2 separate regions of the Capra hircus genome follow, and region 1 is linked to region 2. Evidence: chromatin contacts called from public Hi-C data. All regions are on one chromosome and are shown on one strand. The core of a region is the stretch at or near the end of the contact, and the rest is flanking DNA. Distances in the headings are between cores, read along the strand shown.

Region 1 (3,210 bases), core at 39-2,538, 71 kb after region 2:
TGTAACTAGTCCCCTGATCCACACAACGTAGTCCCAAGAGGGACTTGGGAAACCACTGGAAGGTCTTCAGAAGGATGGAGAATACAGGTGTGTGGGAATGAGGATGAAAAAGAAGGTTTAGATGTTTTGCTTACCTGTCCAGTCTTCCATTTACAATGGAATAAAATGAGGCCCAAGTGAGTTTAGTGACTTGATCACTCACCTCTTGAGTCACATGGAATTGGGCCTGGACTCAGGATTACTTCAACCCTTTGTTACACTTCCCTAGTAGGCAATCCTATGATTTGTCCTGTCAGAGGTGGCTTTGCATCCTTGGTGGAAAACAACAGGAGGGGGGAATTAGTTCTAGTTCTGCTTTTACCAGGTTCCGTGACCTTGCGCTGCTGCTGCTGCTGCCAAGTCGCTTCAGTCGTGCCCGACTCTGTGCGACCCCATAGACGGCAGCCCACCAGGCTCCCCCGTCCCTGGGATTCTCCAGGCAAGAACACTGGAGTGGGTTGCCATTTCCTTCTCCAACGCATGCATGCATGCTAAGTCGCTTCAGTCGTGTCTGACTCTGTGCGACCCTATGGACAGCAGCCCACCAGGCTCCTCTGTCCACGGGATTCTCTAGGCAAGAATACTGGCGTGGGTTGCCATTTCCTTCTCCTGACCTTGCACAGGTTATGTCTTTTCTAAGGCTCAGTGTCCTCCCTGAAGCGGAGGCAAGATGAACGCTTGGGTCCTGTCCAGTACTAACATTCCTTGCTTCTGGAACATCCTGGGCCCTGCCCTGCTGTGGGCCTTGGGCTGTGGAGTAATGGCCTTGAGCTAGTCAAGAAGACTCACCCTCATCTCTGTCCCTCACCCTACTGGGACAAAGGAAGAACCCGCGAAGACTGGATTCCTCCCCCGACTTGGTTGCCTCTTTACTGTGCTAAGGCACTCAGGGTGGCCATCTCCTGTCAGAGGAGCTCCAGATTTGAGCTTTGAAGGGTCTCTCTGGACTCCCTAGGTGCTGCGGAGGAAGGAATCCTTGGAAGTTCCTGAGTATCCCAGGCTGGAGGTCTCCCCTTACCCTACTTCCTCGGAACCAGTTTCAAGTCCCAAATCCTGGGCCCTTAGGCAGTCCACCGCGCAAGCGCAGGCACCCGTCCCCCGCGAGGCGGGCGGAATCCGAGGCTAAGGCAAGGTGAGAGGGAAGGGTCCGCGAGACCCCGCCTCCGGGTCGTCACGTGGGAGGCGGGGTCGGAAGCGTGACAGCGTGCGCGGGGGCGGGGCTACCACTGCGCGCGGGCGCGCGGGCGCGGGGGCGGGACGCGGCGCGGCGCTCACGGCTGCTGTCTGGGACGGAGGCAGGGCAGGCGGCGGAGCGGCGCGGCTCTCAACCTGACGGGGAAGTGGTCCCGGCGGCCGCGGCTGACTGCCCTGGGGCGCACGGGCCGACGGACTACGGAGGCGGGAGCCGAGCCGCGCGTCCGAGAGAGCGAGCGGGTCAGGCTCAGCGTCGACCACCCTAGTCGGTCCGCTGAATGAAGTGCCCGCCCCGCTGAGCCCGGAGCGCGGTGCTTTCCCCGCAAGATGGACGGTTTCGCCGGCAGCCTCGGTGAGTGCGGCTGGGAGTCCTTCCTCTCCTGCGCAGGGTGGGAACCTTGTTCCCTGCACACGCAGCCCGGGCCTGCTCTCCACCCTGCCCCTCGGGATGGCAGCAGTTCCACTGCACATGTTTCCCTCGAGCCTGCCGCCCCTCTCCGGGCTCCGGTGAACTCGGAACCCCTCCCCCAAGCCAGCCCTCCTCAGCAAGACCCTCCTTTCCTCCCAGCGTCCCCGTCGGTGCGGGGCGCTTCTTCCCCGAAGTGGGAACCTCTTCTTTCATAGAGGCCGCCCTAAAGCTGTTGCGCCCCCGCGCCATACACTCACGGCTCCCCCCACCTTCAAGATTAGGACACCTCTTTCTCAAACCTGAATCTCTTCTGGGTACAACACTCCTCCCCCGTCTTACATACCGAGCTCTCTTTCAGGGTGGGGACATCCCTTACCCACGCACAGGCTCCCTTTTAGGGAAGGGACCCCCATTCCCTCTCTCCTCCTCAAGCCTTCACTTTAAATTTGGAGTCGTCTTTTAAGTATCTCTCGGGGTAACTGACAACTTCCCCTCACTCCCTCCACTTCGCTGAACGTTTCGTAGTGGTGGAGAGATCCAGTAGCGCTGAAGCATCATTTGCCTAATACAGGAAAGGAAGAGGTGCTTCTGTGTTGGGGGACCCTCTTTAAGAGGGGAGTGAACGCAGAAGTCTGCGTGCTGACTCTGCAAGCATGCTGGGGAGAAGTAATCCTGCCCCATGAATCCATAGGAAAGGGGGCCTCTGTCAGGGAAAGAAAGGATTCTCCATTTTTGGAATATGTTGTCTTTGTGGAATGGAGAAAGGGAAGTAGACTGAAGTATTGTTGCAGTGTTCCCTTTCACCCGAATAAAGGTAGTAAATTTTGTAACTGGTTAAGAGAATCAGAACTCGTGGCTGGTACTCAGAGCCATATAATCTGTGTCTGGAATTACTATTCTTTGAGGCTCTTGGAATTTGGTTACTGTAAAGATTGAGCTCAACTGTTATGATGGTGAGAGAAACAGTTTCTGCTTTGGCTGATAAGGCAGTTATGTGATACCTGCTCCTGGATTGGTATATTGAGTATTTGACGCTTTTCTTTTCGTTTCTTGATAATAAATTCCTAGTTGGTTAGTGTTCATGGATCAACGCATGGGCCGGCCATAGGCCATAGTTTATTCATACATGTTGAGATCAACTTTTTTTTAATATAAAAAAGTATATTTAAGAACAGTGGACCTACTATGGGTATTAAATAGTAAAAACCGTAATTTTGGCTACGACTTTATTTGGGAAAAACACATACTTTCTTTGGGAAACACACACTAGAGGGTGGAAATCCTAAAATAGGAGGCCACTGAGTGTTACTCTTTCCTCCCCAAAGGCACCTGTTGTCCATTATCTAACCTTTGATGTCTTATAATTCCTTTCATTGTGAAGTTGTTTCATTCTTGGGCTCCTTTTAAAGAGGTATCAGCTTTTCACTGCCCCGCCCCCCCCTTTTTTTAAGCCATATGCCTGTGTCTGGATTTATTCCGTAATCATATTGGACTGAAAGACTTGTCCTTTATGTTCACAAAGAGGTGACATATACTTGGGCAAGAAACTGAGTGTCGGGGGATGTTGT
Region 2 (2,961 bases), core at 326-2,825:
GTGTCTCTGTTTTAATACCAGTAGTCAATTTCTTTGGGTATACTCTTACACAGAACCGTGTCCATGTGTTTATATATGGCCAGCAGGTGGCGCCACAAAATCATAACTAGCAAGGACAATTCCGCCTGTTCCCAGCCGACTACTCCAGCGTCTCAGACTCTATGAGGCCATGGAGAGATCCTCAGGCCCTTGTAGGGGCTGGGGAGTCGTTTATTTCAATCACTAGCATTATTCACCACCGCATCCCCATGCCAAGCACAAACTCTGGCAAACCGAAATCCTCCATAATTGTGTATTGATGACATGCTAACATGCCCTGTGGGAGAAGTGGGAGATGGAGACAGCCAGGGAAGGGAAAGAAGTACAGAAAAGGTGGCCCACCAGTGAAGACCCCGCAGGAAGTGGGCCATCAGTCACACTCACAGAAGTCACAGAGGGATACAGAGGGGGACAAACAGTCAACTTGGCCATTGCTGTCACCCAGAAGACTTCCCCTCCTTATACTGTGGCGTCTGACCCTGATCCTTTTATTTCGTGCTTAGTAAGCACTAGGACTTGTGGGAAATACCACCTCTGATCTCTCAGAGCTTACAATCTAGGAAGAGAAATACAGTTGTTGTTTAATTTATTACATGTATGATCTTGGATTTGGATCCTGAACTAGAAAGGAAAAGGAGACATTGGAGAGTGGAAGAAATGTGAGTGGATTTCAAATTTGTGAACTAGACGCTAGTTATTTTAATTTTTAAAAATAGTAATAATTACAACCAATAAATCCTCTCTGCCTATTGCTAGGAAAGTTCCTTCCTGCCCACAGTGAGAAGTGCTCTATTAGGGACAGGGGCTTCCCTGGTGGTCCACCTGCCAATGCAGGAGAGGAAAGAGATGTGGGTTTGATCTCTGAGTAGAGGAGATCCCATGGGGAAGGAAATGGCAACCCACTCCAGTATTCTTGCCTAGAAAATTCCATGGACAGAGGAGTCTGGTCGGCTACCATCCATGCGGTCGAAAAGAGTCAGACACGGCTGATCGTACATCCACGCACGCATGCGGGAACAGGGGCACAGACCTGGAAGAGGATCCAACTGGGTGTGTTAACAGACCCTCTGGCTCCCTCCTCCCCAGTCCCTTCCCACCCCAGGAGACTGACTGATCAGGAGACTGGCTGCTCTCTCTCCTCTATCTGGGCTATTCCCAGGTCTCATCCTTCTCAGAGCCCACACCTGTGATCTCTCCCAAGAGAGTGCAGGCACCACCCTCTCCCGCCATCAGCCTGTTCCGGAGAGGGAGGCTATGATTGCTTGCAGGAGCTACTGCTCTGGTCATTACACACAAGAACACAGGAAGGGATCATCTTCCATACCCCTTCTGCTCCCATACGGGCAGTGAGGCTCAGGTTTTTGCAGTAAAAACCTTGAACCAACGAAGATCTACGCAGTGGGACCAATTTCAGGTCAGCTGCACATATCAGGGGCCAGGACTATAAGACATTTTAAGGGCCTGGCTGAGCCAGCACGGCCGCGTCTGGCCGCTTCCCCGCGCCTCCGCCGTCCTCCGCATTGCCTCACTCCTTTCTCCGAGCTGCCAGCAGCGCGTGGCTGCGTGTGTCATGCTGCTGCCGGTCAAGGCCTCCGCAGGGCCCTCTGAGGAATCCCACGTTCCTCAGTCTGGCTCTCAGAGCCCTCTGCAAAGTGGACCCACTTCCTGCTCCAGCTGTTTCTCCCACTACTCCTCTGTACCCATTTTTGCCCAACACTCTCAGCGTCCCGGCTATGCTCGCACTTTCCCTCTCCTGCATCTTTGTGGATGCAGCTCCTCCGCCGGAAGGGCCTCCCTCCCCATCTCCACCTGGCAAGTGCCCATCTGCCTTTCAAGAAAGTTGCTCAGTCATGTCTGACTCTTTTCAACCCCATGGACTGGATCTCGCCAGGCTTTTCTGTCGATGGAATTCTCCAGGCTAGAATACTGTAGTGGGTTGCCATGTCCTCCTCCAGGGGATCTTCCTGACCCAGGAACTGAACATGGGTTTCCTGCGTTGCTAGTGGCTCAGAGGGTAAAGCATCTGCCCATAATGCAGGAGACCCGGGTTTGATCCCTGGGTCAGGAAGACCCTCTGGAGAAGGAAATGGCAACCCACTCCAGTATTCTTGCCTGGAGAATCCTATGGATGGCGGAGCCTAGTAGGTTACAGTCCACAGGGTTGCAAAAAGTCAGACACGACTGAACGACTTCACTTTCTTTTCCTGCATTGCAGGCAGATTCTTTACCATCTGACCCTTCAAACATATGTCTTCCTAAGGTCTTTCATACTCCACCCCAACCTGGTTTGGCCTGTTTCTCCTCTCTTGGCAATTATTTTCAGCTTCATTACCTTGATGCTTTATTTTTGGAATGCTAATTCCTTCTGTACAACTCTAAGCTCTTCAAGGGAAAAGCCTGTCTCTTATTCATTCAGTACCTAGCAACTTGTTGGACATACAGTAGGTGCTCAATAAATGCACAAGAGGTAATATGTCTAAGAGTGTTTGCTATACTTCAATGCTATGAGACACAGGCTCACATAACCATGAGCTCTAAGGAACACAGAATGTGGGTGCCCTTTCCAGAAGGAGCTAGAAACAACAGCTACACTGAGCATCCATTAGGTGCCCTCTGGCCCCAACCCCATTCCCATCTGGCTCCCAGCTTCCTCAGTCCTCAAAAACACACTTTAAAAATAACTCCCTGGACTTCCCTGGTGGTCCAGTGGCTAAGACTCTTCTTTCCAAATGAGGTGGGTCTGGGATCAATCCCTAGTCACAGAACTAGATATCACCTGCCACAACTAAGAATCCGCATGCTGCAAGGGAAAACTGAAGATCCCACATGCAGCAACTAAGATCCAAATCTTAGTACAGCCAAATAAATAAATACGTAACATCTATCTATCTATCTATCTCCCCTCCTTGCCTCCTTCTTCTC

Evidence for each region. A called contact is a pair of places that touch in the nucleus more often than the background predicts.
Region 1: a Hi-C map of blood shows a contact between it and region 2, with 2.8 times the contacts expected there. The contact joins the promoter of EML4 here to the enhancer-like site in region 2. A contact is called at or near these places in 2 of 5 Hi-C or Micro-C datasets (both in blood).

The regions. Positions count from the first base shown.
Region 1 is chr11:24,470,223-24,473,432 of ARS1.2, forward strand. It overlaps EML4 (echinoderm microtubule-associated protein-like 4), which reads left to right and starts at 1,289. Exons shown (of 22, transcript XM_018055169.1): 1 at 1,289-1,585. The coding sequence starts at 1,561.
Region 2 is chr11:24,399,081-24,402,041 of ARS1.2, forward strand. No RefSeq gene overlaps it. Among named protein-coding and RNA genes, the nearest start is that of PKDCC, 48 kb to the left of the region's middle. Within about 2 kb of position 1,576, at least 1 of the 5 cell types and tissues checked has an H3K27ac peak or open chromatin away from gene starts, as enhancers often do.